Linked DNA regions of Mus musculus: all the other regions are linked to region 3. Evidence: chromatin contacts called from public HiChIP or PLAC-seq and promoter capture Hi-C data. All regions are on one chromosome and are shown on one strand. The core of a region is the stretch at or near the end of the contact, and the rest is flanking DNA. Distances in the headings are between cores, read along the strand shown. Region 1 has its middle 30 kb from the start of 5730405A17Rik. Region 2 holds the start of Cbr4 (carbonyl reductase 4). Region 3 overlaps Sh3rf1 (SH3 domain containing ring finger 1).

The links. Promoter capture Hi-C pulls out the DNA fragments that hold promoters and counts their contacts. HiChIP or PLAC-seq counts read pairs in DNA pulled down with a chosen protein or histone mark.
Region 1: a contact with region 3 is called in a FOXA1 HiChIP or PLAC-seq map of pancreatic cancer cells. The contact joins two enhancer-like sites. A contact is called at or near these places in 5 of 484 Hi-C or Micro-C datasets (cerebellar granule neurons, liver, trophoblast stem cells and 1 more) and 2 of 115 datasets of contacts at active chromatin or transcription factors (pancreatic cancer cells and stem cell-derived neural progenitor cells).
Region 2: a contact with region 3 is called in a promoter capture Hi-C map of hippocampal neurons, with 3 times the contacts expected there. The contact joins the promoter of Cbr4 here to the enhancer-like site in region 3. A contact is called at or near these places in 7 of 39 promoter capture datasets (the 3T3-L1 cell line, the HPC-7 cell line, cranial neural crest and 3 more), 2 of 484 Hi-C or Micro-C datasets (the HL-1 cell line and Th1 cells), 10 of 115 datasets of contacts at active chromatin or transcription factors (cardiomyocytes, differentiating embryonic stem cells, double positive thymocytes and 6 more) and 2 of 9 other capture datasets (adipose tissue and embryonic stem cells).

The regions. Positions count from the first base shown.
Region 1 is chr8:61,396,584-61,399,283 of GRCm38.p6, forward strand. It overlaps a transcript of Sh3rf1 not described here. Among named protein-coding and RNA genes, the nearest start is that of 5730405A17Rik, 30 kb to the right of the region's middle. Within about 2 kb of position 1,313, at least 41 of the 459 cell types and tissues checked have an H3K27ac peak or open chromatin away from gene starts, as enhancers often do. A contact at or near this core is called in pancreatic cancer cells, where this site is marked.
Region 2 is chr8:61,486,441-61,489,140 of GRCm38.p6, forward strand. It overlaps Cbr4 (carbonyl reductase 4), which reads left to right and starts at 1,294. Exons shown (of 5, transcript NM_145595.2): 1 at 1,294-1,550. The coding sequence starts at 1,409.
Region 3 is chr8:61,264,206-61,266,905 of GRCm38.p6, forward strand. All of the region lies in intron 2 of Sh3rf1 (SH3 domain containing ring finger 1), which reads left to right. Among named protein-coding and RNA genes, the nearest start is that of 1700001D01Rik, 23 kb to the right of the region's middle. Within about 2 kb of position 1,391, at least 58 of the 459 cell types and tissues checked have an H3K27ac peak or open chromatin away from gene starts, as enhancers often do. A contact at or near this core is called in the HL-1 cell line and pancreatic cancer cells, where this site is marked.

The DNA.
Region 1 (2,700 bases), core at 63-2,562, 130 kb after region 3:
CACAAGATCAAAGGTCCACGTACATTCTCGTTTAAAAATATATTTCTCTATTGACTTTAGGCTACCATATCAAATCATTAAAGATCAGGAAGTTTGGGTTGTGTTATAGCTTTGCCAGAAGTTCCCTCTGTAATTGCCTGTGTAAGCCAATTGTGACGCAGTCCTCTCTTCCTATGTATCCCACTAGTGAATGTGAGGGTCAGAGGAAAACGTGTTTTCTTTCTTTCTTTCATACTTAATTTGTTTATCTATTGACAACTGTACTATATATATAGTATATGTGCCAAAGCACACACGTGGAAGTCAAATTTGTGGAATCAGTTTTCTCCTACCTTCACCTGGCAGGCCTGGATTGTAAATACCTTCACTTGCTGAGCCATCTAGACCTTTATCATCACCATCACCATCACCATCATCATCACTACACATGGTGCAGGAGCATGCACATCGATCAGGAATTGTTCTCCCACTGTGTCTCCTGGGTGTCTAACTTGGATCATCCTGTTTACCCAGCAAGTATTCCCACTGAACCATCTCGCTGGCTCATATGAAGTTATTTGTAATGTGTTTTAAAACCCCAGTTAAACTGGCCTTATCTAGTAGGATCCAACTGACAATACTTCAAGAAAGGGAACCTGTCTGCCTCTGAAAAGAAACTGGAGTGTACTTACGGACAAGATGAGCCAGTGTCCAAGTTTGGCAGAAGGGAGTGACCTTGCTGTGAATCCAGACTGTGGGGAGTGCTGGGGACTTTGCTCTGCCTATCCCACAGGCCCTTATCAGCAGACACAGGAAGGAGCTATTTGACTGAGAAGTGACCAGCCAAAGTAAACAGTAACAGTTTTAATATACACAGTGTTTCCTATTACAGTTAACCCTTGAACGATAAAGTTCTGAACTGGGCAGGTCCCTGTAGATACAAGATTTAGAGATTTGTAACAGTTTGGGGGGGGGGGGGAGAACATACATGACAGACCATAAAACCTAGCACTGTCAAGCAAAAACAAAAAACATAACATGTATGGTGATAACATTTACTATCATAAAATAAACACAGATCTGTTATTTTAAAAGTTAAAATTTTATCAAAACTTACATAAACACAGACTGTCCAAGGTGCTATTTGCAACGGAAATGAAGAAACGAAAACAGAAAAAAAAAATAGGAGAAATGTTTATAGATATAAGATGCAGCATAAACCATAACTGCATAAAAGTGCCCACAGAAGATGCTGCAGCAACCCAGTGGCCACCAGTGTTGCAGTGTGCCCAGGAGTTGAAACGCCTGCTTAGTCACCGTGTGAGCACGTGATCAACACGTGAGCCTTCCTCTTGCCAGAAAGTCCTGAGCAGTACTTGCAGTGAAGGCCCACAGTGTTTGTACATATCACAGTAAAGCATGCAACATATGTGCTAATCGACTGTTGATGTCTGCAGCGAGGCTCCCAGCCAACTGTCAGCTATTGCTCTTTGGAAAGTTCTATGTAGGATTTTGAGTCCATGAGGAAGTTGGCACCCTTGACACGTACATTGTCCATTGTCAGAAGATCCTGATTTAGCTGTCTAGATTCCCATTTCAGAACACCATACAGATCTTGCACAGGGTGGATTCTTGTCTCACACAAGGATCAGAGGTTCCGGTACTGTAAAAGGGAACAGCAGCTGACATTAATCTTTGAGTCCCCATTCCGTATATTTGTACAGGATCAGACTAAGTAGCACTAAGCAATAATTTAGTCTCCAAAGATAAGGGAGTTATCCCAGCTGCGATCAGTGAGCCATATACCACTGCTATTGAGATTTAAAAAGAAAGGAAAAAAAAGGTTCTAAGAGGTGGCCAACCTTGGAGTTGAAGCTTGCAAGGTCAAAATGCTTGTAAAGGTATTTGAGAGAGGGAGAGACAAAGACAGAGACAGACAGACAGACTCTAAAGTGAGAAAGCCTTTCTAAATATGATTCAAACCCAAAAGTTGTAGAAGAAAAAAAAAGTAATTCGACTACAGAATATTTGATAATCTATATGCTAAAACACCATAACCAACATCAAAAGAATAATGGGGAAAATGTAATTCAGTGATTTTTTTTTTTAACCTGTGGGTCATGACCCCTTTGGGAGTTGAATGACCCTACCACAGGGGTGGCCTAAGACCACTGGGAAACAAGAATATTTACAATTCATAAAGGTAGCAAAAATTACAGTCATGAAGTAGCAACAAAAGTAATTTATGGTTGGGAGGGAGGGGTCGGCACAACATGAGGAACTGTATTAAAGGGTCGCAGCATTAGGAAGGTTAGAACCACTGCTGCAGTTCCTGTAGCAGACAACAAGATAAAGGCCTGCACACGTAAAGAGCTTCTGTGCCTAAGAAAAGAACAAAAAGAAAGCAAAGGCAAATGACTTGGGACAGAACCTGTCTTTCTCTTATCCTTTCTCCTCTGCTATTAAGTAGAATCTGGGTTACTCTCAACGCTCATGTTGCAGTTCCCCTTCAAGTTAGAAACAACTGACTTCCTAGCTAGGTTTGGTTGTCATCATGGTAGGCATGGTATGGCTGTGTAGCCCAGGCTGGCCTCAAATCGGGATCTTCCTGCTTAGCCTCCCCTGTGCTAGGATTCTAGACATACATCATCATGCCCTAGTCTACTGGGTTCTTGCTGATATACACTAAAGTGTTAAAACAAACTGGGTTAGAGTATCCTT
Region 2 (2,700 bases), core at 44-2,543, 220 kb after region 3:
CAACATATTTGAAGATTGTCTCCAATACCCAGTGGAACACACACACACACACACACACACACACACTCACACCACTAGCTAGACTTGATGGGTTAAAAATATGTATGGCTTTGTTTTATTACAATGAAAAACTTCATAAAACATTGGAACATGGGATTTGTAGCAACATAAATCTGGTCATTCATGTTTTGCTTAATAAACTATATAGTATTCTCTTTAAGGTAAAAAAAAAAGAAAAAGAAAAACTTTAAAATTAATGTGCAACTTTTCTGGTAGGTCCCCACCCCTCCCCAATTTAGAAATCAATACTCAGACCCGGCTTTGCCAGCTTGCTGTGCCTTCAGTCCTCACTGGCCTTTTGATTTCTGGTGTTAATACAACTTTGTACTTTAATAAACAATTTAGCCCATTAGAGTTTTATGTGAGTTAGTCCTGTTGCTCCAGAATTCTCCCTACCTCCAATAGGGACTATGGTCTACTTTTTTATTTAGTACACTAATATTCTGTCAAGAAATGTTCTCTTTACACTAGAATGCTAACAAATCATGCCATTTATTTATTTATTTATTTATTTATTTATTTATTTATTTATTATCTGTTTATTTGGGAGGCATGGTTGAGACAGAGTTCTCTGTGCAGCCCTGGCTGTCCTGGAACTCTAGACCAATCTGGTCTTCAACTCAAGAGATTTACCTGCCTCTGCCTCCTTAGTGTGGGATTAAAAGCATGCACCACCATGCCCAGCTAACTTTTTCTTAAAAAAAAAAAAAAAAGCACTCAGGATATCTTATTTAGGAGTATAGGAACCCAATATTGCCAATAATGACCTAAGCTTGCTCTTTAATCTTTACTCTATTCTGATCAGTCGAAGAGCGTGGAGGCCCATACCTGTAGATGCCAGCAGCTCTGTGGAGGCTGAGGGAGGAGAATCATAGAGAATCTGAGGCCAGCCTGGGTAACATAGCAGGTCTTTTCCTCAAAAAGAGGAGTACAAGCATTTATTGAATCCCTCTACACAGTGTTCTTTCTTTGTTGCTGTCTTTGAGACAAGATCTCACTCTCTAGACCAGGCTGGCCTTGAACAGTGATGAGTGAACAGGCCTGAGCCACCACACACGGCTTGTGCTCTTTGACAGGACATTTACCCTCATAGAACTAACCAGGCTTGGGAATAGGCATCCAGCAGCAGTTACTAAAATGCTCACAAGTGCAAGAGAGTAAGGACTACAAGTCCCAGAATGCAATGCAACCCTCGAAGAGTCCGTGTGCACTGACGTCTAATCCTCGCGCCTTGTTTTGTGGCCTGGGTTGTCTGTTGAAAGGAGAGCATACTGGTTTTGTCAGTAGCTGTGTCTTTTATTACAAGTTCTGAGTCTCAGGGATCCATCTTGCTGGTCCGCGGTCCAAGATGGACAAAGTCTGTGCGGTTTTTGGAGGCTCCCGGGGGATCGGCAGGGCGGTAGCCCAGCTAATGGCCCAGAAGGGTTACCGTCTGGCGATCGTCTCCAGAAACCTGGAAGTGGCCAAAGTCACCGCCGGCGAGCTCGGCGGTATGTACCGGAAGTGTCCTCGCCGTGCGACCAAGGTGCAAGTCCTTGAGTTCCAGTCCACGGGCCCTGCCCATGTACCCGGGTTTGCGCCCCAGATCGCTCGTGCCCCATGACCAAACACTCACAGGGGCTCTCGCCTACTCCAGGCAGATTCTAAGGACCCCTGACAAGTAGTTGCCTTCCCCGCGGCCAGTGCTGATATTGAGAGCTGCCTTGCTCTGGCCTCTGGGAGGAGAGAATGGACGCGATTATACTGAAAGTAGAGAAGTCAGATACAAATGGCTAGATTGCATTTTGCTGAGAGCTCTTGCCCTTTGCGAAGGCACCCGACAGTATTTCAAAGAGAAACTCTTGATAAGTCAGGGTTGCTTCTCCAAGCCCATCAATGACTTTAGTAAGTTACTAATTTGTTTTCCCAGGCCCTTTGATTGTATTCCTATTCCAGCCCCCCCCCCCCCAACCCCAGGTTATTAACGGATTAGTCATTGCATTGCAAGTTTAAGTCTCGTTTGGAGAAGACAACTTGAAGAATGGAGAAAAATACATGTCACTATCAGGAAAGCATTGGGTATCTTGTAGGTCTAAGAGTGTCTGGTGCCGACTATATTTCTTTACTTATGTGGAAATAGCCTTGATATGTAACTCACACTGGCTTTGAACTTGTGGATCTCGTGTCTCAGCTTCCCAGTTGCTGAGATCTCCTTACTGTGATGGGACGGTGATGTCTTTAGTACAGAGTACACTCTGAACCTGCGGTGTGGTATCCAGCTTTCTCGGACATAGGGTCTCACTACGCAGCCTAGGTTTCCCTTGGATCAGGAGCTGGTCTCTGCCTCCTCCGTGCTGGGAACACAGGGGAACACATCTGTTCACCTTGGGTGTGAACACGAGCCTCAACACCTAGCCAGTCAGCATTGCTTCCAGTTTGCTAGATACTCCACCTTGCCCTGTGGTACTAGTTACCTGTTCTTCGGCTCTCCATCATATAGTTGGTTCATCTTGATGTATCCCTATCATAAATTGAGGAGCATATATATTAATATGGTAGCTTATCAGATAGGGAATATGTTTACTTTGAAGTCAGGGTTGCTTCCCCAAGCCCATCAGTGACTTCGTGAGTTTGGTGATAGGGATCAGGGAGTTCTATGGA
Region 3 (2,700 bases), core at 141-2,640:
AAGCCACCTAACTAGGGTTCTCTGCAAGACCCCAGGTCTCCTAACCTCTGGACCGTCTCTCCAGCCGCTTTCTTTCTCTCTTTATGGACTAGAAGTCCATAAGGCCATCACTTGGGCTAGTTATGGGCCTCAGTAGGTAGAGTGTTAGTCTAGCACCACACAAATGGGTGTGATGTCACAACCTGTGGGTTCACAGCCCACTGTGGCTCACAGCCTGTGGGTTGAGACTGCTTCGGGGTCACTTATCAGATATCCTGCGGATCAGATGTTTATATTATAATTCATAACTAGCAAAATTATAGTTATGAAGTAGCAACAAAATGATATTATGGTTGGGGTTGTCACAACATGAGGGCTGGGATCGTCAGGGATCATCACAGCATGAGGGCTGGGATTGTCACAGCATGAGGGGCTGTGTTAGAGGTCTCAGCATTTAGGAAGGTTGAGAACCACTGCTCTAAAGTGAGTTGGGAGCAGGAGCAATAGAAATTCAAGTCATTTCTGTTACATAGATAATTGAAGGCCAGCCTGGAACAGGTGAGACCTCAATAGACATACACATACACACACACACACACACACACACACACACACACACACACACGTGCACACGCACAAAGATATTACTTGAAGGCATTTGGAAATATTTAAATAGTTAGTACTTGTTATATCTTTAGGTTAAAGAGAAATAATTTAAATTTAGGTTGAAATATTGTAGAATTTTAAGGAGAAAAAAAAAAAACCCAAAACCCCAGAATAAAAGTCATCTCAAAGATTTCCTAATCCTTCAAAGGTGACTTTAGTTTCTTTTAGTTGAGTGTCATTGCTTGCTTATCACATGAAAAAAGAGTTTGAAGGGCCTTTCTAAAGAGCCTGTCGGCTGAAGAGATGGTTCAGAGATTAAGAGCACTTGCCGTTCCGGCAGTACCTGCCCGGTGGCTCACAACTAACTGTAACTCCACTTCGAGGGCAGCTGATGCGCCTTTCTGGCCTTGTTAACACCAGGCCTGTCAGTGGTGTGCATGCGTGCAGACCCTCATACACATAGATTAAAAATTCTTTACAAGTTCTGTTGCTCAGATATGGTGAATGGGGCCTTCCAGAGCTTTATCCGAGGGACAAGATGCATGCGTGTTAGTTACAAACACAGTCACGTTTATGTAGACTTGCCCTGATGAAAGCCCTGTAGAATACTACATTTTAAAAAATAATAGACAACAGAACCTTTTTCATATTTGTGTTGTCTAGAGTAAATTTTAATCATAGTTGCAGTTTGGCTTTGATTCTGCACTTGGTATTTGCAAATGCTTTTCTGTTTATTTATCCCCTACACTTAGAGGCTAAGCTGCGCTTGGCTGTGTTCCCAGCTCTGATGAGTAAGCTCAGCACTTTCCTACGTGAGGGATCCTCAGTGGGGACTTGCTGGTCATTTCCCTCTTCTCACTTGCATATGGGGGCTAGGGAAACTTTCTGGAGACACTGATGGTAGTAAACTCGGTGACTTCCCTGCTTGGGGACTTCTGACAGTGCGCATCATGGCCTAACAGGGAGGGAGGCACCGTGGCCTCACATCACATCATGTATGTGACTGCAGACTAGCTTTTTAAACTGAAGTACATCAATCCACATTTATAGATGTTTTAAAGAGCACAGTTTGAAAAACTAAAAACTAAAAACTCATGTATTGTAGAATTATTATGTTCAAATGCTGTTTAAATTTTTAAATTACATTTATTTATGATTAAAGCTGTCTTCTAACCCCCACATCCACACATGCATGCCACAGTGTGCTTTGGGGAGTTGGTTCCTCTCTTCACCCACATGGGTACTGGGGCTTGAACTTAAGCTGTGAGGCTTGGCAACCCATACCTTTGCCCAGTGAGCAGTCAGTAGCCCGATTTACACTTTGTATGTGTGCGCACATGCCACGGAGGTCAGAGGACAACGTGTAGAGTTGGTTCTCTCCTTCAGCTCTATGGGTCCCTGGGGATTGAACTCAGGTCATGGGGATTGGCGGCAAACACCTTTCTCTGCTGTGCCATCTCTTTGGCAAACTTCACATACTGTTTTGAAGATTCAGAAAATTGTTCCTATGATCATTTAGAGGCCAGAAAAGTATTAGAGAATTGGGTTGTATCTGACAGTAATTTATTTTTAAAGTGTTTATTTTACTTTATGTATATGTTTTGTCTGTATGTTTGTGTACCACATATGTTCCTGGTTCCTATGTTGTACCTGAAATAAGAAGAGGGCACTAGGTGCCTGGAATGGGGTTTACTGATGATTGTGAGTCTCCATGGGGTACTGAGTCCAGGATCTCTGCAAGAGCAACCGGTGCTAAGGGCTGAGCCATCTCTCCAGCTCCTAGTAATCTAATTATTAATTAATGTAATCATTCTGTATATGCCTCTCCTATAAATAGAAAAGGAAGAAACATTACAAATATGAGCTTATTTTCCTATAGATGAAGTTGGAATTGAAATATAATTTATTTTTATTAGAAAACAGTGATGTCATTCAGATATCTTTGTTTAGCCAAATGGAGACCTTAAGGAAATTCTGGAAAAACTCAATCTTGAGATTAAAAACAAAAATGTAGTCATGTGTCAGCCTGTCTATAGCTGTATAAGTTGCAGCTATGGACAGGAGCCTCACAACCTTTATGGCCTGAACATTTCTCCAGTCTGATTGTAGATGGGG